7 separate regions of the Mus musculus genome follow, and all the other regions are linked to region 1. A link is a contact called in public HiChIP or PLAC-seq and promoter capture Hi-C data. All regions are on one chromosome and are shown on one strand. Each heading gives the region's core, a stretch centred on a gene start, on an enhancer-like site or on the middle of the called end of the contact. The rest is flanking DNA. Distances are from core to core; before and after follow the strand shown. Region 1 holds the start of Ctps (cytidine 5'-triphosphate synthase). Region 2 holds the start of Pabpc4 (poly(A) binding protein, cytoplasmic 4). Region 3 holds the start of Heyl (hairy/enhancer-of-split related with YRPW motif-like). Region 4 holds the start of Hpcal4 (hippocalcin-like 4). Region 5 holds the start of Trit1 (tRNA isopentenyltransferase 1). Region 6 holds the start of D830031N03Rik (RIKEN cDNA D830031N03 gene). Region 7 holds the start of Mycl (v-myc avian myelocytomatosis viral oncogene lung carcinoma derived).

What was found. Promoter capture Hi-C pulls out the DNA fragments that hold promoters and counts their contacts. HiChIP or PLAC-seq counts read pairs in DNA pulled down with a chosen protein or histone mark.
Region 2: a promoter capture Hi-C map of pre-B cells shows a contact between it and region 1, with 8 times the contacts expected there. The contact joins the promoter of Pabpc4 here to the promoter of Ctps in region 1. A contact is called at or near these places in 5 of 39 promoter capture datasets (cranial neural crest, frontonasal cranial neural crest, hippocampal neurons and 2 more), 1 of 484 Hi-C or Micro-C datasets (embryonic stem cells) and 1 of 115 datasets of contacts at active chromatin or transcription factors (embryonic stem cells).
Region 3: a contact with region 1 is called in a promoter capture Hi-C map of pre-B cells. The contact joins the promoter of Heyl here to the promoter of Ctps in region 1. A contact is called at or near these places in 4 of 39 promoter capture datasets (cranial neural crest, hippocampal neurons, liver and 1 more).
Region 4: an H3K4me3 HiChIP or PLAC-seq map of embryonic stem cells shows a contact between it and region 1, with 5 read pairs. The contact joins the promoter of Hpcal4 here to the promoter of Ctps in region 1. A contact is called at or near these places in 5 of 39 promoter capture datasets (cranial neural crest, hippocampal neurons, liver and 2 more) and 2 of 115 datasets of contacts at active chromatin or transcription factors (embryonic stem cells and stem cell-derived neural progenitor cells).
Region 5: a promoter capture Hi-C map of pre-B cells shows a contact between it and region 1, with 3 times the contacts expected there. The contact joins the promoter of Trit1 here to the promoter of Ctps in region 1. A contact is called at or near these places in 6 of 39 promoter capture datasets (cranial neural crest, hippocampal neurons, liver and 3 more) and 3 of 115 datasets of contacts at active chromatin or transcription factors (astrocytes, embryonic forebrain and embryonic stem cells).
Region 6: a promoter capture Hi-C map of pre-B cells shows a contact between it and region 1, with 6 times the contacts expected there. The contact joins the promoter of D830031N03Rik here to the promoter of Ctps in region 1. A contact is called at or near these places in 3 of 39 promoter capture datasets (cranial neural crest, hippocampal neurons and pre-B cells).
Region 7: a contact with region 1 is called in an H3K27ac HiChIP or PLAC-seq map of embryonic stem cells, with 6 times the contacts expected there. The contact joins the promoter of Mycl here to the promoter of Ctps in region 1. A contact is called at or near these places in 3 of 39 promoter capture datasets (cranial neural crest, hippocampal neurons and liver) and 2 of 115 datasets of contacts at active chromatin or transcription factors (embryonic forebrain and embryonic stem cells).

Annotation. Positions count from the first base shown.
Region 1 is chr4:120,568,470-120,572,805 of GRCm38.p6, reverse strand. Ctps (cytidine 5'-triphosphate synthase) reads left to right here and starts at 2,530. Exons shown (of 19, transcript NM_016748.2): 1 at 2,530-2,655.
Region 2 is chr4:123,280,582-123,284,787 of GRCm38.p6, reverse strand. It overlaps Pabpc4 (poly(A) binding protein, cytoplasmic 4), which reads right to left and starts at 1,877. Exons shown (of 15, transcript NM_130881.3): 1 at 981-1,877. The coding sequence starts at 1,173.
Region 3 is chr4:123,232,033-123,235,959 of GRCm38.p6, reverse strand. Heyl (hairy/enhancer-of-split related with YRPW motif-like) reads right to left here and starts at 2,404. Exons shown (of 5, transcript NM_013905.3): 1 at 2,014-2,404. The coding sequence starts at 2,093.
Region 4 is chr4:123,181,084-123,184,811 of GRCm38.p6, reverse strand. It overlaps Hpcal4 (hippocalcin-like 4), which reads right to left and starts at 1,308. Exons shown (of 5, transcript NM_174998.4): 1 at 1,188-1,308; 2 at 956-1,059.
Region 5 is chr4:123,014,492-123,018,419 of GRCm38.p6, reverse strand. Trit1 (tRNA isopentenyltransferase 1) reads right to left here and starts at 1,827. Exons shown (of 11, transcript NM_025873.3): 1 at 1,637-1,827. The coding sequence starts at 1,810.
Region 6 is chr4:123,410,340-123,414,345 of GRCm38.p6, reverse strand. It overlaps D830031N03Rik (RIKEN cDNA D830031N03 gene), which reads left to right and starts at 2,435. Exons shown (of 1, transcript NM_001167918.1): 1 at 2,435-4,006. The coding sequence starts at 3,639. The region is part of intron 57 of Macf1 (microtubule-actin crosslinking factor 1); the gene reads left to right.
Region 7 is chr4:122,994,531-122,998,401 of GRCm38.p6, reverse strand. Mycl (v-myc avian myelocytomatosis viral oncogene lung carcinoma derived) reads right to left here and starts at 2,471. Exons shown (of 3, transcript NM_001303121.1): 1 at 2,252-2,471; 2 at 1,384-1,888. The coding sequence starts at 2,332.

The DNA of each region.
Region 1 (4,336 bases), core at 1,281-3,780:
CTCTGTAGACCAGGCTGGCCTCGAACTCAGAAATCTGCCTGCCTCTGCCTCCCGAGTGCTGGGATTAAAGGCTCGTGCCACCATCTCCCAGCGAAACACAGTTTTCTTCGGAAAAACCATACTTACTTCATGATGTATTAACTGTTTCAACTTCTGTGCTATGAAGACAGAGCTCAGTTGCTTGTGTAGCATCGAGTATGGGTGACCTGCCCTTTTTAGAAAGTTTGCCTTGACCCCATTCTCTGAGGAGCAGTTGATGATGAAAGGCATCCCAGAGAGGCAGGTGGAGATGGAGGACAAGATGCCTAGCTGACTAAGTACTGTGCTAGGAGGGGAATTACTCATGAAGTTCAGAACAAGTCCAGGCTAGGGATATCAATTCCAGAGTTGTCATTTTGAACATGATTATTTAGAAGATGATTTAAGTGGAGACTTTTAAAATAAGGCCCAAGGCAGAACACTATTTACAGGTCAAGAAGAGGATCTAGGCAGATGCAGGAGGCCTATAACTCAGGGAAAAAAATGAATATGGTTTCCAAGAAGCCAGGAGAAGACCATTTTAGGGAGGGAATGACCAGCGGGGACATAAGATGCCACAGAGGATGTCAGTTCAGGGGGCTGTGTTTTGGGACTATGGCTGCACATAGAAGCTTACAGGAAGACTGAGTCTAAGGTTAGGAAAACAAGTAGTTTAAGTATGCATAAATGCATTCACATCATGCACATATTGTCTTCCTTTAGGGTCTGAGAACAGGTATGGAATTAGAATCTGTACCCTATGTTCAGAGATAAGGTTTGGGAACATGAACTTGATTTTTGATCAAAACATTTTTGGTGGAATTACAGAACATAAACTGGGCTGGACATAGTTCAGGCTTTAACGACATTGGCTCATGACCAAAACACATAAAAATATTTAGTTAACAGGAACATGAACAATGGCTGACTAGAACTCGTACAAGGAAAAGGGTGGAAAACAAAACCCAGAGATAGTCAGTGCCAACATTTTCCTCGAGTTTTGCTGAAAAGTGACAGACTGGGAGGTGAAGCAGAGATGGCTGTAGACAAACAAGGGCCCTGGGCAAACATGGGAGAACCATGTAACACTCTGCACTGGGGTAGTAGAAGGAGAAAACTGGTGATGTGGAGGGGAGACATCCCAGGCATCGGTGAGTTGTATGGCACCTGAAGCAGTGAGAAGAGGGGGGCTGCCCTCTCCACTGCAGCCACTTGTCTGAAGTACCAAGATGAAAGACCATGCTGCTCGCACACATGAAAGCAGGCTGGTAGACAGAAGTTCTCTTGTTGGCTTGCATTTTCTTGGTGAAATGGAAAGCAAGACCATCAAAGAGAATATGGGAGAGTGGAGGGGAGTGAAGGGGTCCCCCAGAAGAGCGACTGGGGGAGGAGTTCAGTTTTGTACCTCTTATGGAAGCTTCTTGGAGCAGAGCAGTTTGGGTATTTGGGCAGACTCAGAGCATGCTGTTGGTTGGGATCTGAAAGAATCCGGAAGTCTCCGAGAGAAGCCCCTGTAGAATTCTCCTAAGTGGTTTCTTGGAATTCTACTTGTTTGAGTCATTTTCCTGAAAAAAACCAGTATGGTCATGGGAGGCATACCTTTTCTTTAACTCTTTCAGCAAAGACAGAAGAAAAAAAAAAGCAATAAATTACTCCTAATGGAAGGAAACAAGCCTCCTGGATGGAGTTCAAGGTACAAGGTACTTCCTAAGGAAACCTTTGTGTAGTTTTTGCAGGGTGGAGGGTATTAAAAACTCACATGGGTTTATGTAGTATTCAAAAGACAAAATCATCACCTTGGGTGCTGTAAATCTTTTGCCTACAACGCTCTGCATAGAGCTGCCCTTCCAACCTCTCCAGCCTGCACTGTTCACTCTGCAAGGCTCTTCTGGACCTCGCCTGGAATGTGCACACAGACTTTTTCTTCTGCCTCATTTTCTATTCCTCCCTCCCTTCCTTGCCAGTAAACGTTTCTGCTACGTGTTCAGAACCCGCTGTACACTAACTCCCCAAGTCCCAATCGTCTGTGAAAATCCCCATGACTTGTTAGAAGTGGGCTCGTTTGCCTCTCTACATTTAGTGCCGGATGGAAGTAGGCTCGCGACAGTTGTTCTAATGCAGGCACCGTCAGGGTGCGTTGTGTGGAAAGGCAGCTGGCTAGGACGTGAAGCCAAGCGGCCCGGCCTAAGAGGGAGACAAGCAGGCACCGGGAGAAGGCGGCGGTGCGGGGCGAGAGCACGAGATGATTTGGCCCGCAGCCTGAGGGAAGGCGGATGGGAGGTGAGAGTGTCCACCGGCTATTGCGGGACCAGGCAAAGGCCCTCAGGGTTCCGGTTAGATGCGAGTCACCAGCATCCTCTAGACCTCGGGCGAGGAAGCCCACAGAACCCACAACTCCCGAGACCCACCCGCAGTAGCCACTCAACAAGCTGCGGCGAGACGTCCCGCGCATGCGCGCCCTAGCCCCACCCTCCCCTGGGCCCGCCTCTCCCCGCCCTCTGCGTGCGCACCGCCTAGAGCCCGCCTCTCAGAAAGACGGCTGGCGCATGCGGCCCGGCCGAGCACTGGCTGCCCGAGGCTCACCACGCGCGCGCCGGCCTTGCTGTGGCTGACACGAGACTCCGAAGCCGGCCTCAGGTAGGCAGACTTCAGGGATCCCGGTGGAACGGCTCCCGGGTGCAAGAGCCTGTGGCGCCGACAGAGCCCGGCGCGGACGGCCACGCCGCCGGGGCGATAAACGTCTCTTCTCACCAATCAGGGGAGAGCTGGCCCGGCGTTCTGCCCAATGGGCTGCATCTCTAACGGGAGTGGGGCGGGCAGTCCCGGAACGCGAGCTGCCGGCTCCCGCGCGCGGGCCGCGTGGCCCGGCTAAGGAAAGGGGCCGAGTCCGGCGACGCGGGCAGCCGGGCTTGGTGAGGTAGAGAGCGCGGTGTGCCGCCGCGGAGGGGTCTCCCAGAGCCCCAGCCTGTGATGGGGCCCGACTGGCGGCCTTGAGCTCCTCCCGGCGCTGCCCGGCGCGCGGGAGGAAGGGGCTTGTAGGTTCGCTGGGCCTCACGGCCCAGGCTACCCAGCTGCTGTCTCTCTTTCCAGCCCAGCGCGAAGATGCTGGCGTTCTTGAGGCCACTACGTCAGCGTGGCTGCCTTACGTCCACACTCATTATTTTAAATCCTCAGCAGCCGGGTGACGCGGGTGGGTGCTGCTGTGGTTCTCGTCCCACTTTTTACGGCGGTGCGAACCCGGGCATCAGGCACTTCGGGGCTAGATTTAGATTTCAGCACATCTGCGGTGGATCCTGAGCCTGATTTTCACCAACTTCATTTTTTTTTTTTTTTAACAAAAGCTTTCACATTTTTCATTCGTGAATTTATCTGGTGCCCCTTGCTCTATATTATAGCTCCTGTACTTGAAAAACCTTTTGTGTCTTGTCATCTTCAGAAAAAAAAGTGCAGCGTGGACATTCAACTTTGCCCATGGACTGGCCCCTGGCCATCCCTTTGCCCTAATCTTTTTTTCTTGGTGCATCCTGTGGGCTCACCTGCTTGTTCATGCTTTGCCTGATTCCTAGCTCATTTCAGTCAGTCAGCCTTACGGGCCCATTACAAGGCAGGTTTTCAAAAGGAGCTCCTGGATCCTCCCTCAGTCCAGGTCATCTCTCCCGGAGATACTTAAGTTGGACCCACATTTGACTTAAGTTTGTGGTACCCCCAGCATGTGAGTAGCTCTCCCATAATAGGTAGTTTGTAAACGTTAGGGAATGGGTCCTCTCCAACTGGCTCTTTGTGGCTTTTGGAATATTTTTTTGCCAGTCACTCTGGGAGACTGCCAGAATCTTAGTGTCTGTCTGTCTGTCTGTCTGTCTGTCTGAGTCTCAATCTCTCTCTCTCTCAGAAACACACACGCACATACACACAGAGAGATCTGAATAAAGTTGGGACAAGATGAGGTGATCCCGTGACAACCTGTTCTGAACTGAGGAATCTGTAGGAACATCAGAAATTGACTCAGTGAGTCTAGGCTGTAGTCTTAGTAAGAAATGCCAGGATGCCAGGTTTGGACTTATCTAAAATACTAAAATATAGCCAAGTTTGATAAATGCATTAATAAGAAGGAACCATATAATTATGAGGTGATACAGTTTTTCTCTCAAGGATATTGTCTACCCTTTTGGGGTTCACAGTCTGCATAAGCATACTAAACACTCCTGAAGGTCTTGGGTTAAAGACTAGTCATCATTTCTTTTGATTTTTTTTTTTTTTCTGCCCATAAAGTCACCTTCCCCTCTTTTGAGATAGGAATTCCATATGTATGTAGATCAGG
Region 2 (4,206 bases), core at 628-3,127, 2.7 Mb before region 1:
ACCAACTCTGGTCTCAGCTGCAACCCGGGCAGTCCGTAAGCTTCTGTCTCATGGACAGAGGTAGGGGCCTAGAGATTTTTTGCCACAAAATGGCCTTGTGTCCTGCCCCTGCCCCAGGATTTCTCTGTATAGCCCTGGCTGTCCTGGAACTCACTCTGTAGACCAGGCTGGCCTTGAACTCAGAAATCAGCCTGCCTCTGCCACCCAAGTGCTGGGATTAAAGGTGTGCGCCACCACTGCCCAGCTCCACTTGGTCCCTTTTAATGTGGAGTAGTTTACAGCCCCCGATTGCGTTTCTGGGCTTATTTTGTGGCTTGCCTGCAGCCTCCAGTGCAACCAGGATGGCAGAACATTCCCTGGCAGCCCAACTTGAGGCAGCACAAGTGAGGCAAAACTGCCCAGTACATTCCATGTGACACCTTCCTAGACTTCCTGGGTACACTCCTCTACATCCTTCGAGCTCCATGCAGTTGAGCAAGTCCCCAAAAGAGAGCCTGGTAGAAACAGCTTGACACTAGCAACTCCCCTCAAGGCAACTGGATGAAACTGCTCTCCTTGCTTTCCACTGCCCTAAAGCCATCCCAAGTCAGTCAGTTCAGGTTAGAGCCCCCAGTTTTGCAACCTACACTTTCAGGTGTCATTTCAATGCACTGAGTGCCAGACCCACTTCTACCTGAGTGGGGCTAGACACACTAGAATACCCAAGTCCCTTTATTCGGATCCCGAATTACACAAATCTCCTTGGGTTCCAACCCCTGCTCTACCCCACCCCCACCCAGTAGCCCAAGGTCATCAGGTTAGCAAGTGGTGGGAGACTGAAGCCAGGGTCATGACCACATGCCTGGCTCATTTTGCTTCCACCCAAGGCTTCTCAGGCAACATGCTGTTATGTTCCCCGGTCCTGGCAGTTTGGCCTCCGCCTTCAGGATTCCCAAGGTCCCCAGGAATCTCCCGAATGTGTGCACACCGCTACTACTCACCGTCAGCTGGCTGCTGGAAGTTGACGTAGGCATAACCCAGAGAGCGCCGGGTGATCATATCGCGACAGACCCGGATGGACAGCACAGGCCCCGCAGGGCTAAACTTTTCATACAGCATGGCTTCGGTGACGTCCGAGTGCAAATCGCCCACGTATAAGGAGGCCATGGGGTAGCTGCTGGCTGCAGCGTTCATCTCCCCACCCCCCACGACCCCGAGCCCCGCCAGGAGGACTTCTAACAAGGCCTACTGCAGGACAAAAGGGGCTCCGAGGAGCTATGGCACGCGCCGCAGCGCACAGGTGGCACCAGCGACGCCGGAGAAGGCTGGAGCAGGGAGGCTCCGAGCCGGGACCCGTGTGCGGGACGACTTGCACGGGACTGCAAAAGCCCCAAGACAAAAGGCTCTCAAAAACAATATGGCCCGCTCCTGGAGTTTGTACTCTCCAGCTGTCCTGGCTTGAGGCTTAAAAAATAAAAATTAAAGTAGGAAATCCCCTCGTAAAGGGGGCAAAAAATTTTCAAGAGGCAATCAGATGCTGCGCTCACGGCCGCCTTGGGAACACGCGTTTCGTGATAAATATAGGCCCCGGACTCCCGGCGGTTTACAGTTACAGCAGCCCAGGAAGGGGGAAACCAAATCTTTGCGGGTGCCGGCGAAGGGCAGTGCGGACACGTGGTGCGGCCAGCCGGGGCGCGGGGCTGCCACGCGGCGCAGAGGCGTGCAGGGGCGGGCCGGGCCGAGGGGGATGGCTCACCACCGGACGGACAGACAGACGCTGACGGACAGGCAGGCCGGAAGCTGTGAAAGTCACTTCCCCACGGGCTCCCAGCACAAGTCGCTGTCTGGTTCTTTTTCTTCTTTTTTTCCCTTTTGCTTTTTTTTTTCCTCTTCTTTTCTTTTCTTTTTTTTTTTTTTAAGGTTTTTGAGGCTTTTGTGTTTTTTTTAAGCTTTTTCTTTTTTCTGCTTCAGGCGTGCTGAGCCCAAACGCAACACTGATGGCTGCGACCCGGGGCGGAGAGAGGCGGCTGGAGCCGCCACCGCTCCATTTATACCCTCCCGCCCCGGGCGCTGCTGGTCGAAGGGCGCCTCGAGACCTGGGCGCAGTCGTGCCCGCCCACTCTGCCCCGGGGGCCCAAGGCGGGGCAGTCACACCAGAGTGACCTGGAGCCGCCCGCAAGGTGTCACAGCGTCCCCTTGCGTTTGGAGGACCAGCAGCACGCACCTGTATGATTCTCTTTCTGCAGTGTATGGATTGAGTCATGTCCTCCCCAAGACCCACACGCAGGTATAATGTTTAAAACATCCATGAAATGCCCAAATCTACACAAAGGGATGCTAAAGTACAGCTACTAGGTGGCCCAATACATGGTTGAGCTGAATACGTAAGACATACGAAAGTTTTAAGAACATATAACCTTGAGGTTGGATTTTGGAGGTCATTAGAAATGGTGGTGGTATCTTAGGTGATGAGACTGTTTTTGAAAAGATGAACAAATCTTGCCAAAGCTTTTATAAAACAAAACGTGACTGTCCGCTCCTGTTTTGTTCTGGTGGCACGCCTACAGCTTAGTTTGTGCAAAAGGAGAAGAGGAGAAGAAAGGTGTATTTGGGCTCATGGTTCTTGTATAAGGGAGCTATCTCTAGTGATGTCCTTACAAGGCATCTCGTGGCGACTCATGGCACAACACAAAGAGAATGCATCTGTGCATGTGAAACAATGTTTTTGTTACTATGTAAACGCTAGTTAAGAGTTTACGCTTAGATGATGAAGGGTAATCATTGACTTTTTACCCAAATGAAGGTTTCACTGACCATTTGAAGATCATGTTATCTCATGAGACTAAATATGTGGAGTTATAGCAGTATTTCCTTACTCCATAAGTGCCAGGGACCATTTTTTTTTCTATCCTTATATTCACTCAAACCAGAAATTAGCAAAAGCTAGACAGATACTCGTCTACTGGTTGAAGCAAACAATTGAGGAAATATAAGTATTTAATCAATCAATTCATTCCAATAAATGGCTAATCAGAGCTCCCCCCCCAGCAGATGCCATGGTTGCCATGGTTACCATGGTATACAAGTAAGAGTCCCTCCTTACCTCTGAGAATAATTTCTGGTGACTATATTAAATAAAGAAGCCTTGCTAGGTGTAGTGACTCACACCTTTAGTCTCAGCACTTGGGAGACCGATCCCCCCTGAGTATTTGTGACCAACCAAATGGATATTGCAAGTTCCAAGCCAGCCAGGGCTACATAGTGAGACCGGTCTTTTAAAAAAAAAAAAAAAAAAGCCGGGCGTGGTGGCGCACGCCTTTAGTCCCAGCACTCGGGAGGTAGAGGCAGGTGGATTTCTGAGCTCCAGGACAGCCAGGGCTATACAGAGAAACTCTGTCTCGAAAAACCAAAAAAAAAAAAAAAAAAAAAAAAGCCAAAAAACAACAACAACAACAAAACAAACAAAAACAAAAAACCAAAAAACCCCAAAAACCAAAAAAAAAAAGCTGGAAAGTGGTGGTACACACCTTTAATCTCAGCATTTGGGAGGCGGAAGCAGGAGGATTTTAACAATTTTGAAGTCAGCCACAGCTGGGTGGGTGGTGGCTTGTGCCTTTAATCCCAGCACTTGGAAGTCAAAGGCAGGTGGATCTTTGAGGTTGAGGCCAGCCTAGTCTACAGCCAGGGCTACACAGAGAAACCCTGTCTTGAAAAGCCAAAAAAAAAAAAAAAAAGATTTGGGCTTTATGGCTTTATTCCTAAGATATATTTTTCTGCAAATATTCCATAATCTAAAAAAGGGAGGATTCCAAACACTCTAGTCTCAGGCATTTTGCCTGTTTCTTCATTTAGTGTCTGTCTTTCCCTATACACAAGCCTTATGAGAACAAGACCTTTAAATGACGTCTAACATGGCACAGACTAAATGCTCAATACCTGTCTGTTGAATAAGCACATGAATTCAAGGCATAGATAAGCAAACGCCACATGCTTTTACGCTCATGACGGTCTAGTTCAGAATTTCCTGCCTCCACAACTGTCATCCTGCTATCTTCGCTGAATTTTAATCTATAAGTAGCCTAATAAAGTCTATTAACACAAGGGGTTGGAGAGAGAGCTCAGCGGTCAAGAACACTTGCTGCTCTTACAGAGAGACTGGGTTTGATTCCCAGCAACCATGTGGCAGATTATAATCCCTTATAACTCCAGGTCCAGGGAATCTGAATG
Region 3 (3,927 bases), core at 1,155-3,654, 2.7 Mb before region 1:
CAAAGTGCTACAAAGAGGCATCTATAAGTCAGACGGCCAGATGTCCAGCAGCTTTCCCTCCTTGGAGCGGTCTGGTCTTCTGTCTAGACCAGACCCTAACAATGGACTCTGGCTAAAAATGACAAAAAGAGATATAAGGGGGAATCCTGCAGTGACCTTTACACCTTAGCCCTAATGCTACCGCCATCAGGAAACTGTTATCATCACCCATGGCTGTGAGTGGCCCCTCCCCAGATTCTTCCACTGTGTTCAGAGTCGCCACATCCCTTGGCAGTTACTTTTCTGGCTGTATACTCATGAAGGATAGAAGCCAGTCTGATCCACCTCAGCTCTCTGCCATTGAGTCTGTACTCTGGTTCTTGAAGACCCAATAGCATTGAATTTGAGATCCTCCGTTTGCCATGACCGTGTGGTGCTAGGCCCCTCATGGCGGCAGAAACAGGCTTTGAGAATTATTTCTCTTAAGTAGCAGTTTCTGCTAAGTAATTTTTAAAGGATTTACATAAGGAACTATATTATACATCCCCAGACCTAACATGTAAGATTTGAGGATGAGAGAGAGAGAGAGAGAGAGAGAGAGAGAGAGAGAGACTGACTCTGCCCTTTTTTAGATAGGGTCTCACTAAGTCAAAAGTTAGCTCTAGCTACTTATAGAGATCTTCCTGCCTCTGCCTTCTGAGTGTTAGGATTAAAGGCATATGTCCCCATGCCTAGCTGTAGCCTCTTAAAAAAAAGTTAGATGTGTGGTGGTGGTACGAGCCTTAATCCCAGCAGTTGAGAGGCAGAGACAAGTGGATCTCTGAGTTCGTGGTCAGCTCAGCCTACAGAGTGAATTCCAGGACAGCCAAGTTACACAGAGAAACCATTGAGGAAAAACCTAGACAAACTAAAACAGTCATTCTATGTATGTGTGCACGTGCCGGGGCATGTACAGGGTGGTCAGAGACAAATAAGGTTTAGTAGAGCAAGAGAGACACCTGCTCCAGAGGCCGGTTCCTTTTCTTTCCATTCGCATCCTCTTCTCTATGTGGAAACAGGCCTAGGCAGGGGAACCGAAGGCTCAGAACTGCATGGTGACAGGGCACTTGGGTAGCATGCACCAGGATCTGGATCCAATCCCTAGCAGTGGATGAAGAAAAAGGAAGAAGGAAGAAGAGGAGGGGGAGGAAGAATGGAAAGAAGAAAGGGAAGGAAAGGAAAAGCTCTAAGGTGAGTTGGTGGCGGTTGTGGGCTGGGTGGCAAGGCCTGGAGACTTAGAGCCTGACACCACTAAGCACTCACCATGAACTACTGCTAAGGCCTTGACATTCTTCCGTTTGATGTCTACACCCGCTATGAAGCTAGCTTCATCATGTATACCCATTTTATAGACCAGAAAACTGAAGCTTATGGAGTCACCGAGCTGATAGGTAGCAAGGATTGTACAAGTTCAGTTTGTTCCACAGGTTAGAAGTTAGATTATTTAACAAAAAAGAAACTGCATTGGCGGCTTGGTGGTTTGGTGGAAGGGGTGCTGAAGATTGGAGTCTAGGCTTTTGCAAGTTGGCTATTATTTCCCTCAGTACCTAAACACAAATCCCAGTATGCTCAAAGCGAAAAGGACACAGCCCCCAGTCCTTTTGTGTACTATGTGAAAACTGTTCCCAAAGAAGAGTGAAATTGGAAAAGTACAGAAGTCTTCATAGTAGACAAACTATGGGCAATGGAATGCGGTATCTACATCTATGAAGGTTTCCTAGGTCTGCAGGAAAACTTCTCAGGGGCGTCCCTGGGGGTAGCCAAACGACAGAATATCCTCCAGCTGAACTGTCCTCCCATCCCAGCTCCCTGAACCATAGTTGGTTCAGGGTGTTATGGTTCAGGGTACTCAGGAATCTGCCGCATTGGTGCTATGGACGCACTGGAGTCGCTGCACACGCCCCCGCATCTTGGCTGACACCTGAGGGCTGCGCACAAACTTGAGTGTGCTGGACTTTCTCACCCCCGGACGGCCCTCGCTCCACCCTGTCTTACCTAAGATCGTTCTCTTGACCCACATCGATGGGTCCATCAGACTCGCCGTCGGAGCCACTGGGCGCCCTGGGCCGCTTCATGCCGAAAGCTGGCTGCGGGGTCCCAGCCCTGCGATCCCTGGAGTTGGTTGTTGGGCCCCGCCTCAGCCCCGCCCCGGCCCGGGAGCCGACGCCGCCCTTTCCCAGGGCCCTTTCCTGCACCGCAGCCCGGGGCGCCCCGGCGCCCCCTCGCCCCCGCGGTGACGCGCCACCGAACCGTGGGAAGGCCCCGGGCGGTCACCGCCCCCATCGGCCGCTGGGAGGTCCGGCTCCGCTCCACCGGCGCTGCCTGGGCTGGCGCTCTGGGTGGCCTTGGGCAGGTGCCCTGGGAGGCCCCACGGGGAAGCCCAGAGAATCCGGATCTGTCCCTAGTTCTGTGCGACAGACTTCGCTTTGCAGTGCCTCAGCTTTTTATAAGGGTCAGACCTGTACCTTCCTGCTCCAGGGCATGCAGGGAGGGCAGATAGGTTTGGAAAGGTTACTGGGGGTGCCTGTGACCCCTTGGAAGTAATTCTTCAGTCACTCCTTCTATAGGGGACCAAAGTTTGTGGTGTGTGTGTGTGTGTGTGTGTGTATTGGGGAAGCTACGTGCACTGTGGGATGCTCAGAACTTCGAAGTCCTTTGGTGAACCCCCAAAGGGGTGGCTGCTGCTTGCCAGCTGAGAAGGCTGGAGGAGGGGAGACAGGGTCATAGAACCCAAAGTGGCATTGAACTTGATGTGTAGCAGAAGATGACCTTGAACTACTGATCCCTGACCCTCCTGCCTCTGCATCCCAAGTGCTGACTTTACAGTGGCCAAGATCTTTGAGCTTCTGACTTGTGGGAGGGAGCACAGGAATGGAGAAGGTAGGTAGGGTGTGGTGGTTGGTGGGGTATCCCTGGGAGTCACCCCAGTTCATTTAATGACAGCTGTCCTGGCAGGCACCAGGGAGAGGAAGAGAGGAAAGGAGCCTTCGGCTTCTCTTTCTGGGGGAGCCTGTCTGACCACAGACAACTATTTAGTCAGTGAGAGTTCCTGTCCTTGTGCCTAGAGATTCAGCTGCCATCCTCCCAGGTCATCGTACGCAGAGAAGTGCAGAGGGAAGCTGAGGGAGGAGAGCAAACTTCTTGCAGGGGCGGCAGGGAGATGGTGGAGGTGGGTGTGGTGGGCAGGGCACCAGAGGAGTCCTCTCCCTTTGTTCTGCTCACTGGGACAGGCACAAAAGAAAGCCAGCTTTTGGTGTAGGGAAGTGGGGTTGGTCACCTGAAGCTGACTACACACACTTTCACCATAGTCAGCTCTGCTTGCAGATACTTCCTGATGGGAAAGAACAGGCCTCTTGCCACTCAGACCCACACGTAACCACTTGGCCAAGCACAGAAACTTATCATGCTCATAGATGACCAGATAGGACTGGCATGAACGGTCGCCATCAGGAAACTCTGCTGGCCACCGCAGCCGCAAGCACCAATTCTCCTGTTCCAAATGCCCTCAGCACTCACATAATTTCTGTGGGCACCTGCCAAAACAGTGAGAACCTCAACCAGTGTGAAGAGTGCCCAATGTGTGCACTAGGCATTTCCTAGAAAGGCAGATACTTGTTTGCTCTATGTGATTGGCTGAGAGAGAAAGGGCTGGCAGATTTGCAGGGGAAGGTAAGGGCTCTGAGGTAGGCATGTTCTCGAGAGACGTCCCAGGTCCTCAAAATACACTGCACAGTTAAATAGGGACTATGGGGTTCGGCAAAGAGATTTAAGTTTGGAAGTCATTAGGTAATGGACGGCCTTTAAAGCTTTGGGAGAGGGCAAATGGATGGAGAGGCGGCGGAGCCTGTTAGTTACTGTTTGGTGAGTGCTTCTCACAGCAGCTGGAAAGGTACCTAAGCCAGTGGTTCT
Region 4 (3,728 bases), core at 59-2,558, 2.6 Mb before region 1:
ATATGTAGGAGGGAGTAGCCTGAACCTTGGCCTGAGTGAAAAGGATGTCCCTACAGTGATGGATGGGGCCTCTCAGGTCTCCTCTGAGAAATATCCTAATGGTTTGAACAGGGCTTTGTTCTCCTGTAATCAGCTGTGGAACCAGAATATGTCAGACCTGGAAGGCTACTCAAGACCATCTCATCGAACCCTCCTCTGTCCTGCTCTTTGCCTATCTCATGAAGAATCTGAGAGGGAAAAGCCTTGGCTAAAGTCAAGCAGAGATCGAGGCGAAGGCAAGGCTTGCACTCTTCTGCTTTCTCATTCAGACATAGGGAAAGGAGAAAATGAGCCCACATGGACTCATCTTTGGCTTCATCTCTGCAAACAACAGGAAGCCGAGAGAGGGAGCAACAGGCACAAAAGGAACAGAGAAGACCGGGTTACAGAGAGAGGACCTGGTGCGTTCCTGTGTGAGGGATGATGAGGTTTAAAGGCTAGAGCTATGGGGTGGTCTTCTGGGAGGAGCAACCCTGGTTTATGCTCCAAGCAAGATAAAGGAAGAAGAGTGTGGAACCCCTGTCTAGTTGGGAGGCTACTAGAAGGGAGATGGTGAATGGGTCTGGAGTAGGAGCCTCAGGGGTCTTCATCCTTTCCTTAGGTATGCTGTGAGCTGTCAGCATAAGGGGCAGAGAGAGTGTAGTCAGAGAATGAATTTGCTATCGAGGTCTTTTGGGGAACAAGACCCTGAGATGGGAATGACAGTGAACTATTGGTGTCGGTGTGGGCTACCTCCAAGTAGAGGTTTCCATGAGGCTTGGTTCTAGAGGCAAGAGAACACAGGGTGACTGAAACCTCTCTTCTAGCACCAGTGACACCACACACCCCCAAGTAAGAGTGTGTGTGTGTGTGTGTGTGTGTGTGCGCGCGCGTGCGCGTGTGTTTGCACTGGAGCCAGAGGAATGGTTGTTCTTACCTGAGCTGGGGGTAAGGAGGCAGCTGTACCTCCTTCTTGAACTGGAGACCCGGCTTGAAGTGAAAGTTCCTGGCCCAAGGCGGGCTTCCCAGATGGCTGTCCACCTATGACAGACCCAGGGTCAGAAAGATGGATCTGAGCAGATGAGGATGGGAGTGGAAGGCGGAGGAGGAGGGGCTCAGGGCCTCCGCCCCGCGAGGTTGCTTCTAGGGCCCGGCCCCACCCTCATTACCTGAGGCCGCTCGCCGAGTCGCTAGATGGCTCCGAGCTTGGGCGGCCGCGGGGACAAGGCTGGCTATCAGGCGGACGACAGGCTCTGTAGGGTCCGCGTCGGAGCCGCCTCCCCAGTTCTTGTATCACTATTTGCTTCTCGAAGGCGACACGATTTGCATAAGACCCGCCTCCTCTCAGCAACTTTGGACATCGATTGGTTCGGCTGGCACCGAGTGACAGGCAGGGTTTCAGGTGGGGATGGGGTGGCCTGTGAGTCTAGGCTACCACAAGAGCGCGCCCCGCCCGTCCGCCCGCGCTGACCTTCCCGGAGTCGCCAGGATTGTAGAGGGCTGTACCCCCATCTGTTCCTCAACCCTGAGGCTCAGAGCCTGGGTCACAGTTTGGAGCGAAAAGTACCGATGATTAAAGTGGATTCGCAAAAAACAACCGCACCGTTGCTATGGGAACAGAAGAACCACAGTTGAATTTCTAAGCCTTCTCTTCCTGGGCCCCAGCGGGGGTGGGGGTAAGATAGGGGGTGATTCATAAGATGCGACCCCGTCTCTTGTCCTGCCCGTACCTGGAGGGGATCAATGAGGAGCTGCGGAGTGGCAAGGTGGAAAAGGGGAGATGGGGTGGTCAAGAACTCGCGGCTTTGCACCAGTGCCCCTCCACACCCACTCCTCTCCCGCCGTTTAGCAGAGGGGAGGGTGGGTGCGGCACGAGCTGGGTGGATGTGGAAGTATCCTCTACCTAGACACACGAGGGCGTGGGCTCCCTCCAGCCACCCCCACAACTCTAAGTCAGATCTCTTGTCAGGCTCTATCCTTACTTCTCGAGGACCCCTAAAAAGACTTGTTGGTTCTCCTCCAGAAGGAGCCTTTACAGTACGCCAAGCATTGCTCCATTCCCCACCCTCCCGCATTCCCGTCGCTTAGATGGAGCCGGTTCCCAGCCGCCGCCAGTCTCCGGCCTCGGATGTTGACACAAACCAGAGGCGGTTTACACTGAACGGGTCTGGAAGGTTTCAGGGAGGCGAAAACACCTCCTTTCCGCACTTGGGGGTCTCGTCACAGCCCGCTCAGTCGCCACGGATGTACTGGTGTCTGAGAGCTCACAACCCAAGGTGGTGGGAAAGAGCTCTAACGCCAAACTCAGGGCGAAAGGGGAGCAGAGATCCCTGGGCTGGGCCACGTGCGGAGGAGGGACTTCAAGGGATCTACCAAAAGTGGGGGCGGGACGCGTGGGGGATTGGTTAAATGGGATTGCAGATGCAGAAGAGGCCGGATTTCTGTCCAGGCAGCAAATGGTGGAGATGAGCGCTGTTTGGGGGACTAAGGACAGGCAAAGAACCGGTTTTTGGAGATTTGGTCTTAGAAACTCCCAAACAAAGCACAGCCAGGGGAAACCAGTAGGACCCGCGTCTTCCTTATGAGAGCTATCCATTTCCTCTTAAGCCAGTTGCGCTGTCCCGTTCTAGCAGCTGGATATGCCTTCTCTCTGGGGTTGCAGCATACGGTTGGGAGCTCCGTGTTCGAGTCAAAGAGGAGATACATCCATGGCATCTTTGGTTGGTGACTCATGAAGTTCCTTAAAAGCCTTAAGTCCTTCTCGGGTACCTTCCGTGCTTTAAACCCTCAAGTGGTAAGCAAGAGTGCTTGGTTACAGTTAACTATAACCCAACGTGCAGGGAAGTGAGGAGAATATGGGTTGCTGGAAGTGATACCTGAACACCTAAAATGGAGTCTGGTTGTTTCTAGGGACCCTCATATGATCTCAAGCAAGCCCTCCCTCATCCACGACCTCCCAGTCTGTATAATGTGGGAGCTGGTACTAGAGACTCAGTGGAGAGAAGAGAAGGAGAATAAAGGAAGTGTGATTGTTTTAGAATTATAGAGACATGAATCCAAGGGCTTTCCTTGGACTCCAGCGCCCCTAACAATAGCTTACTTTGTTGAAAGCTTACGTTGTGCTAGAACTTCACAGCGGTACATCTTTATTTGTGGTCTTAGTTTCTACAATTTCCACTATCTGCAATCAGTCACAGCCCAAAACACCAAATGGGAAATTTCAGAAACACAGAATCCACAAGTTTTAAGCGGTAGACTGTCCTAATTGCCATAATGAAATCTGCCATTCCTTTTAAGCCTCTGTCCTCTTGTCCAGCATATCCACTCTGTATATACCATCTGTCCCTTAGTTACTGAGATCAGCTATGCTAGTGAGTATTTGTAAGTGAGTGTGTTTTACTTAATAGCCCAACCAGAACAGGAATTCTGGCAATTTGGATGTCTCAAAGAGAAGCTGTAAAAGTCTTCCTGTAAGTGAAAACTGGGAGTTCTTGACTTAGTGAGGCAAGTATATGTTGATAGTGAAGCGCTACAGGAAGAACAAATCCATGGAATTATGACGAAGGAAAAAGAACCATGTGCTAGAGTTGCTTTTGTACACCACACTGGAAATGTCATGCTTCGGTTAGAAGGAAAAGAGGCGTTAAATTACAGGGGTTGAGCCAGGTGTGATGGCATACACCTGTAATCACGGTATTCAGGAGTCAGAG
Region 5 (3,928 bases), core at 578-3,077, 2.4 Mb before region 1:
TCAGCTTCCAAAAAGAGTGAAGATCACAGCGTATGACACTTTGCCCAATTTTAAGCTCTTCTTTTATAATTCATACTGACCTATTTGTTTTTCAATTTGTATTTGTGTGTGTGTGTGTACATACAGACATGTATGTAGAGGCCAGAGAGGTCAGGGTCAGGGTCTCCCCAGCCTAGGCACTTCTTTAGAGACTTTCCATGACATTCATTGATTTCTCCCTTCTCAAGAATTCTACCAAATTTAATAGTCTATCACGAAATCCAGCACTTGTAGTCTCTTCTGATCTTCTGAACCCGCCCACCTGAAAATGCTCTATAAGTAGCTCTGTTCACTTATTAGCTCTGTCTTACTCTATGTTTAGCCAGACTAACATTCCCCAATATAAGGAGTTTGGTCTAATGTACATATACACACACACACACAGTCACCATAGTTTTCACTGTTAACATATTTTTTAAACACTTGTAATAAGTGCTTCACATATATTTCATTTAATGATCACAAGGTTGTTTTTTATATTCTTCCTATTTTAGCAAAGGAACAAAGGTATCTTTGTTCATGTAGCAAAAAGTTGGGGGAAAAAAAATCTGGCTGAGATTCAGTTCAAGCTAAACTCTTTATCTCCCTAAGCTGGCACAAAGCAGGCTGCAAACAACTATTTGTTACATTACCTTACCTTTTAGTATAAGCTGATGATCTTATCATGGAAAAATAAATTATGAGGGTAGAAACAATGTCAGGAGCCTTATGAGGTAAAGTGGGGCAAAGAATTAATTACTAATTTTAGGTTACTAACCATGAGTTCTGCGACTGGTTGTATATGTTCGACACCTTTGAACATGCCTAACAGCTGTTGTAATTCTTCTCACATTCACCCAAAATGTCACCTACTCTCTAGCTCAAATGCTCCTACATCCCCGAAAGTCCTCTCGCAAAGAGGACAAAAGGATTAAAAAACAAAAACAAATAAACAAAAAAGCCCTCAGGTTCAGCCAATATTTACCACAATGTCTGACCTTCGAGCTGGCCTCCCTCTCTCCACTGTAACACTCCAATGTCTCACTTATTAAATACTTTAGCCTTGTGATTGTGGGGCAAATGACATTTCCTCCACTTTACAAATATAATATTCAAGTAAAGGGCACTGTTGATCTGAAGTCACGAAGCCAGTGGCTGCCTCTGACTGCTCTAGTGCCCAAGAAGACACTCACAGGTGGCATCTGACTTACCTTGGGCTAGAATTAGAATTATGGCAAAATTTGGGAATAATTAACTTACTGAAATTCACCGGATGTCAACCTTAAACGTTCCACTATCTCTCCTCCATTTATTTGCAATGTGCCACGCACAAGGTCACTTCACCTCCCCAGCCCCCAACATTTTTATCCATAAATGAAACTGTTGGTACTATCTACGAAAGAGTAATGGCCTGAGAAGTTACTTAGCGATCACAGGACACAATGGACACTGTCTGCCATTGGAATGGGTACCTAGCAGGTGTGGGTTCCTTTCATCTGGATCCCCATACGCCTCGAGGTTCACCCACTACAGCCACGCGACAGGGTGTCCCCTAGTCCAGAGGCCCGCACGCGACCTCCAGGGTTCCCAGGCCCCCGGGCCAAGCACGCTGCCATACCTGCATGGAGTCGGCGCTGACGATCTCGCCGCCGAGCCGCTGGCCTAACTGCAGAGCCAGGGTGGACTTGCCAGTCCCAGTAGCCCCGAGAATCACTACAAGTGGCAGTGTTCGCCGCAGGCCTCGGAATCCAGAGCTCACAGGAACTGCTCGTGCAGCAGCCGCAGCCGCCATCTTGAAGGCATCTGAGCATGCGCCGAAGCAGCTGTCCCCATGGCAACAGTCAGTGCGCCGGCGCGGATCTCCGGCTCAGAACGCGGGGAGGGTGGAAAGGAGGAAACTGTGGGACAAAGGTACCAAGCTTAGGAGGCCCATGACGTAACTGCCTTCGACTAGCTGAGATTAGCCCACCGACTTGCTTTCTCAAAGGAGAGATGGCAGCCCATCTAAAATATTTCTGTCTACATTGCGTCCAGGCACCCAATTCTTTTTCCTCATAGCATTAATTCAAGAATAAAACTGTATAACTGGCCTCTGGTTTATTGTCTGAGTTCTACCACAGGCTGTTAATTTCACAAAGACAAGAAGCACATTCTGACTAGTTCATTGCTGAGTCTCCTGTGCCTAGCACAGGCACCCACCAATGATTAAATGGACAGAGAAACGACTTGCCTACCTTAGCGTTGGATTTAATAAGCTCAGAGAGTGTCCGATTCTCAGTCATTCTTCAAAATCAGATCTGTCCAATTCTCAGTCAAGAGCATGGCTCTAATGTTTGAATTCCACACTCATTTAGACACAATCAGAAAGCAGGACAAAGCTCTGCGTTGGCATAAAGCAGTCAAGAGATAGGCTTAAAAGCAAAAGAACAAGCAAGTGAATGACAACCCAAAAATTAGAAGAGGAAGCAGAAGAAAATCAAAGGGTAAAGCAGATACAAGTGAGGGAAAGAAAAATCAGAATCAAGGATGGCCAGACTTCAAGATTCCACACACCACTTTGAGAAATGGCTTTAAGAATCCAGAGAGATGGTTTAACATGTAAAGTTGCTGGCAGCCAGATCTGATGACCTGAGTTCAATCTCCAGGATCCGCATGTGGAAGGAGAGAGCTGATGCTGACCTCTGTACACACACACACACACACACACACACACACACACACACACACACCACACACACTGAAGTTTAAAATTAAGAAAGAATGGTTATGGAACCCGATGAACCTAGATTCAAATTCCAGCTCTCAGACTTATCAGCTGAGAGCTGATTAATTCTCATCAGAATTAATTCCATTAGCAGCATTTTTTTTTCTCTTTGTCTGAAGACTGAACCCAGGCCCCCCCTGGGTGCTGAATATACACTCTAGCACTGAGCTGAGCACACTTCAGACCCTTACTTCACCTCTTAACCTCAGCAATTTTATCTTTCCATTCTTCCAAGGATTGCCATAAGGAAAAGGTGAAATAATGTCTGGAAAGTGCTTGCTTCAAATGCACTGGCACATAACAACCACCATTTGTTAAACAGTTTGTGTTATTATAATTGTACAATCCCATCTGCCTCCCTAAATAAGTAAGAGCAAAAGCCTAAGGGCAGAGAATCTTTCAATAACGTGTAAAGATGCTTAAATACCCCTTCTGCTAACCTCTAGCTAGTTGGGCAGTTTAAGGGGTCTGAGGATGCAGGTTTAGTGGTAGAGCATTTGCTTAGTCAGCATGAGGCTCTGGGTTCAGTCAGCACTTGGGATGGGGGCGGGGGCATAAGTGCTTTTTCTCTGAGACTGCTTCGGTCTAGCTCCTAGGTAAAGCCACGAGTAGTCTGATATGTTTTGTAATGTGGTGGCATGATGCAGCAGGAGGAGGTGCCTCAGCATGGGGCCGCTGAGACCCCCACCCCCAGGTATCAGCCACCCAATGGGTCTAGTAGGAAATGTTTATTTGAGGGATGAGAAGGGAGTGGAGGCAGAGAAAGAAAGGGGACAGAGAAGGGCAGAAAGAGAGAGGAGGGAGAGAGAAGGGAAGAGGTTGGCTGGGAAAACGTGGGGAGGGGGCAGAGAGAGAGAGAAGAGAGAGAGAGCAAGCCTGAACAGTCAGATAATAAGAGCCAGACTAGTACCTGGCTGTTGCTAGGTAACTGTTGGGCGGGGCCTAGGAGAAAAGCTAACATAGTCCCCCACACATCCAGAAATCCTGAGTATATCACTGGCCTACCTAGAATGACTGCCATTATATTTTTCATCACTTCAATCTCCTTAGGCTAAATGGCCACTCTCCCAGACCTAGGCTAAACCATATAGCTACAAATATTGTTTAGGAGAACTCCCATTCCTAGTCCTTGGTCCCTAAGATCTC
Region 6 (4,006 bases), core at 1,186-3,685, 2.8 Mb before region 1:
AACAGAGTGTGACTAAAAGTGATAAGTAGTTTGAGTCTGAACCTCGGTTATTAGACTGTTCCATTTATTTATCTGACATTGATGAGAAGAGTAAACCAAGGTGGATAAGTGTGGGAAGGGGTTAATTAGGAAAAGATTGACCTGATTGGCACCTGACTTGGTGAGGAAACAGGAAAAGAATTTTTGTCTGTGAAGGTTGTGATTCCATATCAAGACCATTCTTTATAATAGAATAACCACCCACCCTTAACTCCAGAGCTGGAATTCCTCAGATTCTTCTAACCAGAGGGGCCCTGGCGTGCTAAAGAGTCTGTTATGATATCTGAACACGTGGTGAATGTATTTGGCCAGGAAGACTTGCAAGTGAAATAAATCCTCTATGGGGTTTTCCAGTTGCATTGAATAATTACAACAAACTTAAAATCTGAAGTCCATGAATTGTGAAGTATCCAGTCTGTAAGTTGATTTGTTCTTAGGATCACAGTGTGTCAGGGGTTGAAGGGACTTTAAAACACGCCCTGAATAAACTTCAAGATTTCTTAATCTGTTTCCTGAGATTGCTATGCCATGTGGTTGCTTGAATTTCTGCTCACATTCCTTTGGGATCAGGAAAAGTCACCCTTTTAGGGAACACCTTATTCTTTGAATAGCAGTGAGAAAACTGATGGTTTGAAATCTGCCCTTGGATCTTGGTGTGCCAGTTTAAGGAGAGATTCAGCACAAATTTCCTTCCTCCCACATCCCAGCTCCTCAGATTCTTAATGTTGATCATATCCCCTGAAATTTGCTCTCCATCAAGTATTCTTGATTCTTTTCACTCTGGGTTCGTAGAAAAATGTTCTAGTGTCTTGCACTATTGCACCAGGAAGCCACAGGATTCTGGATAGCTTTCTGAAGTTTTAACTTTAAAGACTAGGGTATCTAGAATAAGATGATACAATGTTTAAGTATTCTCTCCTGTTTACAGATGGAAAGTCTTTGTATTTGAGTGGGTAGAATTGATCAGCTTCTTTAGGAGTGAGAAATGAAGTATAAAACATTTTGCCAAGCAAAGTTGTCTTTTACTTGACTAATCTGATCATGGGCTTCAGCCTGTACCTCATTTTTGCCAAGGAGTTTCTGGCTCCTCAAGTAAGTTTAAGGCTTAGCTCCAAGCTTCACTGCCAAATCTCCACACACCAGTGACTCGTTTTATTTACTGTTTGTGTGAAGAGTAGAAATAACTTTCTCATAAGTTTTATCATCTATATTAACTACTTGGGCCAACAGGACTTTGTACATTTTAACTGACCTTTTTCATCCTCATGAAATCCGAGGGACCATCATAAAGGGAGTCAAGTATTACACCTCAAAGAGATGCAAGCTACCTCTGGCAGGCAGTCTTCTGGGTTGCTTTGTACTTTTCTTAACAATTACAGGGTCTCTAGATAGCTTTCCTAAAATCCAGAACGTAGTTTGCAGGATTGTGTAACACATTTCTCTAATATTTTCATTCTTGAGACTTGAAATATGAACTCATGCTTTTCATCTAGCCCTTCAGAGGCTCAGATTTCCTTGGACGTGCACAGCGGTTATAGCCAATCCAGGTGTTGGTCATGGGCTGTTCCTGCTAGAGTCTCCACTGCCCTGCAACCCGCACCCCATTTTCCGGTCATTAAGACCGCTGAAGTCTGAGCAGAGAAATCCAGGTGGCGAAATGGGCCAAGATCTGACATACTTGAGAAGGGAAACTGTGCCTAGAGTTTATCCAATAACTTGGTTCCTGAGTCTAACTTAATTCCTTGGCATGCCAAGAAAAGACTGTGTTTAAGGCTAGCCTGTTCTTTGGTCAGCGCCAGAGGTGACATTGGAAAAATACAGGGATAGTCGTTGGCGGCAAAGCTGGAGCCTAGGATAGTGCAGACCGCCCACCCCAGCCCGTACGTCTCTACCGGCAGATGGGGCCCCCGAGTGGCCCTAGCCACTACCGGCTGGTAGTGGGGGCGGCGGGGGCGCCCCTTCTGGGTTCGCCCTTGGGCTGGGCTCCCATCCCGCCGGTTGGAAAGAAGCGGGGGCGGAGGGGCCGGGCCAGCGTTGTGAGGGCGGGGCTTTCCTTTGTCAGGGGATTTGCCCGGCATGACCAGGACTGCCCCTCTCCTCTCACCCTCGCAGGCGGGGACACTATTACTCCCGTGGGTGAGGAGGGAGTGAGCTAGAGGGGGTGCGGGATGAGCTGGAGTCCCTCGCCCCAACCCCGGGAAGCCCCTCCCTCGCCGCCTTGGCCTCCAATCCTTGCCTCCGCCCCCTCCCCTCCCGGCGGGGCTCCCTATAGGCCCCGCCCCCGTCCTCCTCCCTAGCAGTCGGCGCCGCGCGCTCCCGGGCTTCCAAGGGGGCTGCCCGGGCGGGGCAGCGGCTGTGGCGGGGCTAGAAGGGGGAGGAGATCCGCCCGCCACCCGAGCACTTCCAGCCAGCGGCGTGTGAGCGGGCCGCGCGGCGTGAGAGAGGCGGGCTCGCCCCCCTCGTGCGGCCGGAGCGGAGCCTTTTGTTCCCGGCCAGAAGTTTGCATGCCGGGACCGTGACAGCTGCGGGCGGGGAGGACGGCTGCAGGGCCGGCGGCGTGGTGGAGAAAAGAGGCGACTGCTTGTCATGCAGCCCACGACGCGGCGGCTGGGGGCCGGGGACCTGCAGTGGCCGGGGAGGCGGCGCCCACAGGACACGGGACTTACTGCTGCCGGAGGGACAAACTAACTTCCTGAGCGCTAGACCCAAGGCCGGCCCGCCGGGAGCCACCTGCAAGGTTGCGGTGAGGCGACCCTGGCCCTCCGGGGCGCGAGGCATGGCGCGGGTTTGCGGGCGGTGCTAAGTGAGTCCAGACTGCCTCTTGGCCGCTGCCGCAGCCTGCCCGCCTTCTGAAAGGCCCAGCGTGGGCCTCCACTCGCCTTGTTTTGCGGCCACGATACAGTGTTGGCTTGGAAGCCACAACAATGCCATGATGTTTTGGAGACAGGAAGCCCCAAGCTGGCCCCGAATGAAGGACTTCCTGTGTTTAAAGTTGCAGGAATATCCGCTGACCAGCCCTGTTCAAATGCAAACACCCAACTAGAGAGGACGAATGGCTAATTCAGACCAGCTGGACTCTTTAGGGCTGAACACAGGATAAAATGAAAGGAATTCTTAGGAGCTTGGACCATACTTGAAGGCTAGAGAGGGTGTGCCATTGTTATAAAGGACATAGTTGGTATACATTTTCTGCTTCCAACTCAGCTTTGGTGCGAATCGAGTGAAACTAGATATTGAATAAGACTTGTCAATATCAAACGATTTTTTTGCTGACTGAATTTGAAAGGGCTTTAGAAAAGTAAAACCAGAAGCCATACAAGTATTTGTTTTATGTTTATTGATTAAATAATATCATTTGTCTTTCTGCAGTTATGAGGCTGCTAGCCTGTGAGGGAAAACCTGTTTGTCTTATTAGAGTTTCTCCCAAAATGGTTTCAAATTGGGAACTTCCAGATCTTTCTGAAAGGCAGATGCAATTGGTGGTTTGGAGTATAAACATGTAAGAGGACTTACAATTCATGTAGAATGTATTTTGAGAGAACCCGTGGCGGGGAAAAAAAACTTTTGAAAGATTGATGGTTCATCTTTATTGAAAAAGTATGGGTAAGCCACTTAGCAGGCCAGACTGTTTAAGGCGGAACCCTACCTGCCTGGGTAAAGGGGAAGATGAGGATGGCTATATAGAAGATTGCTATGTTCCACAGCGGTCTATATACGATACAATGAGGATAAATGAACAGATTGACCAGGGGTCAAAACTTAATCAGACGTCAAAAAGCACCATGGAGAAGATGGAAGGAAGTACCATATCCAGCAATGGTACATTAGGAGCATCATCTAATGTTTTTGAAGCTAGAGGACCAGAAGGCAAGAAGCTGGATGAGAGGATAATATTTGATGCATTAAAGCTAAGCAGTGATGTGCAGAAGTCAGCACCCGTGCCACCCAGACGTCGGCCAAATGCAGA
Region 7 (3,871 bases), core at 1,222-3,721, 2.4 Mb before region 1:
TTTTCAAAAGGAGAAACGGAGGCCCAGGTCAGCCTCAGTCCCTGTTATTTTTATGATGGTCTGGATTGCTAATAAAGATCTCCAAACTTCCAAAACGGTCTCTCTAACAGCCCTTGCGGAGCTGGCTCTTCTCTAGGTTCTTGATCTCAAGCTTCCTATCTAAGTCATCCGACAAAACATAAATTCCTGTTGCAGGTTAAAAATGACCTTAACACAAATGCATCGAAGAAAAAGAGACTTTTTAATTCTGTTCTCATTTCCCTCCATAGCTGTACAACTTCCACATCCAATTCCCCAGTTCCCTCTCAAAAGCCCATGATTCTTGATTGCTGCAGTGACTTTTCTCTGTCGGAAATGAATGTGCCCAAAGCCTCCTGCTGCACCTGCAATAGCATCCTTTCCCGTGTACTTCTACTGAGTGGGGGGGGGGGGGGGCTCAGAGGCTAGGGGAAGAGCAAGGTGGTCTGAGCTCAGTGAAGACTGCTCTTCATCAGTATGGAGGGAGGCCTGGGGCGCTACGACCATTATCTCAATACCAGAGATGGGACCGAGCAGGAATGTTGAATGTAGAAGAGCAGCCGAAGCCCACAGATGTATTGGGCGGGAGATTGGATACCTTCCTAAGGCCAAATCAACAGGCATCGTGTAGCTCTTCTCAAACAAGCTATGAGGAAGACCCTCTAAACACCAAGAAAGACAGGGAAAGGAGTTGGGAAAAGAAGCGACTAGACAGCAGGAGGCTGGGGCTCACTTGACTGATTTCCTGTCTCTAATCCTCAGTTTTCCCATCTGTTAAGAGGAGCGTTTACTCTCCCTCCACCTGTCTCACTAGTCACTAGTGATGGGAAGTAGTAAGGACTGGGACTGGGGTAAGAGAAGAGAATTAGCAATTTAAAGTGCAGCAGGCGGGAGATGGAGGTTTTCGAGTGGAGGAAGGCTTTTGGTTCTGCTCAAAAGGTATCTCAGTCTTTTCTCCCTTAGGGAAGTGTGAGTTTCCCAGGGAAAGAGGCAGCAACAAAAAAGCTTCAAGCTTGGAGTGACTCTTAAGGGAACCCTTTCAACCTCCCAAGGACAGAAATCCCCTACAGTCCAACCCGAGTATTGTCCTCTCTAAGCGCCAACCCTCACCAAGTCGCCCTGGTCCCCTGGGGCTCCAATCACCATCAGAGGGACGCTGGCTCCCTCCCCACTTCTCCAAACTGTTTACCAACACACCCACGTGCCAGACAGACACAGCTGGGGGCTACACCGACAGCTTCAGTCAGAAAATGGGGAGGTGATGGGAAGGTTTAAGATCTAATGCCTGATTTCAAACAGCGGTAGATAGAGCTCTGGCCACCCAAGGGGTGCCTCCCTCTTAGCTAGCCCCCGGGTGGTCCTTACCAGAATCGCTGGGGCTCTCGGACCCGGAGCAGGCCTGAGTCTTGGGCTCGCCCAGCTGACATTGGGTGGCGGGCGCCGGGTTACTGGCTTCCAGACTAGGAGTGCCGTCCGGGGTAGCGGGCGCTTTGGGCGGGTTCCCCCGGGGCGCGCCTGGGGCCAGCCTGTCGCTCACCACTCTCTCCAGCCGTTCTCGGGCGGAGAAGCCGCTCCACATGCAGTCACGGCGAATGATGGAAGCATAATTCCTGCCCCAGGCTTTCGAATGGCCCCGAGATTCCGCCTCGTCCCCGGCACCCCCTCCAGGCCACGGCTCCCCGGGATTAATCCCAGAGGCTGGGTCCACGGCGCCGGGACCGGAGCCCCAGGGCGGCGACGTGGGGGGCGACGGCACCAGCTCGAATTTCTTCCAGATGTCCTCGCTGGGCGCCGTGGAGCGGTAGAAATCCTCTCCGCAGTCATAGTCGTAGAAATAGTGCTGATACGAGTCGAAGTCCATGTCCGCTCCCTGCGGGAGGGAAGGGGGAGACGAGCTGACTGCGGTGCCCGCCGAGGGAAGAGGCGGCTCCGAGTCCCTCGCTGCAGCTGGCTGCGGGGCTCTGGTCTCTCCCCAGGCCCACCAGCTTGCAGCCCGCGCCCTGGTCCCTGCTCCTGGGAAGCCTGGCCTGGGGTCAGCTCGCTCAGGGCAGCTCGCAACGGGCCGACCAGGCTGAGGGGAGCGAGTTCAAAGCAAACTTTGCCAGCACCGCCCGGAGCTCAGCTCCGGGGGCACAGCAGGGCCGGGCGGGGGCGCGCTGTCTCGAAGGCAGTCTGCAGCCTTGCAGCCCGCCAGTCCCCTGGGGACCCCTGCCCGGGCCACCCGCAGCCTCACCTCGCTCCCGCCGCCCGCCACCTGGAGCGGAGCGGCTCCCCGCCGGCTCGGGGAAGCCCGGCAGCCCGCACACACACACATGCGCGCCACCGAGCGCGCGGCCCCGCACTCACGAGCGCGCCCCCCGTGCGCGCGCCCCCCGCCTCGCTCGCACACGGCAGCCAGGACGCTCCCGGGATCGACGCGGGAGCGCGATCTGCAGGCGCATTGTTTCCCGACTGCTTTATATCTCGTCGCGTGCCCGGGGCTTGGGGACCAGGAGGGGGGGTGGTCCCTAGGAGACAAGCCCCTCCCCCTCCCGCCCCTCTCTCCGCTGGCGACAGGTGGGGCCGGCCCCACCTCCTGGCTGAACTGGTCGTTTCTATTCTATCCCTTGAAGCTCCCTAATAAATTGTACGCTGGGGAGCGCAGAGCAGAAGAGCTGATGCAGCCCCGCAGTCTCCTGGTGGAGGCGTGACTGTTCGAGAGGCTCCCGCGGTCCAAGCGACTTAACTAAAGCGGCGCTCCGCGCCTACTCAGAGCCAAGGACTAGAGCTGCTCCCTGCCCCACCCTGCTAGTCTACTTCCCGGGGCGCGCCCCACCAGGTTCAGGTGCGTCCCACCCATGACAGAGGAGGTGGTGGTGGTGATGGTGGGGCACACACTGCACCTCCACCGCGCCACCTGGTGGCCCTCGGCCCTGAACCCAGGCTTCTTCAACCCATTGCTTCAGTAACCATTAGCCCATTCTTTAGCTCAGTGGCTTAAACCTTGAATAGCAGTGAAGATTCCGAGCTAGAAAGCCTGCAGTATATATAATCCCTCGGAGCCCCAATTTTACTTGTGAAATGAAGGAATGGTAATGACTTCACAGGATCGCCGGGCTGAATTTGTTTACTAAAAAGATAGAGCACCTTAGGAAAGGACATGAGAGAATTCGAACAACAGCAGCTTTATCCCTGGGGAGGGTAGTGAGACCTCTGTCATCCCCCAGGTCATAGCTGACACTTGACCCTTCCTTCACAGCCCTGCCTCCCAGAATTCATCCTCCACACAAAACTCTCCTAACGGCTGTTTTAGAGATAGGAGTGTAGGGGTGTGGAAACTTCATTCAGGCCCCTGTTTTGTGCTTCCTAGCTGTGGGATCAAAGTGTTTGAAGTTTTGCATGACATCCCTGGCCGAGACGATGGAGATATATATATATTTCCTTTGTGTTATCATAAACAGGCTACCTTCTGAGAAAGGAAAAGACTAACTAATTTAGGTCCAAGGAAGGTAACTTAGGATAGCAGCCAATTCATCTAGAATCCTACACCTGGCATCAAGGTCTGGTGTCTGGTTGTCTGCCATCCTTCTCTTCCTCCTACTCTTTTTGTCTAACTACTCAGAACTACAGGCTGTTGCCATCCTAACAGACTGAAGCCAGAAGGATAAACACGTCCCGTTGTTTTGGGCCAGGGAGGTGTGAGATGACCCACGAGTTGGGTGAGAAGACAGGGGGTGTGTGTGACTCTCCATTTTCCATTTGTTGTGTCTAAGGTGTGTGTAGGACATCCTTGAAAGCAGGAATTGGCTCGCTTTGTAGTCCCTGCACCTAGAATGACTTCTGGCAATATTTACGCACTGGCTTCCTGAGTGAC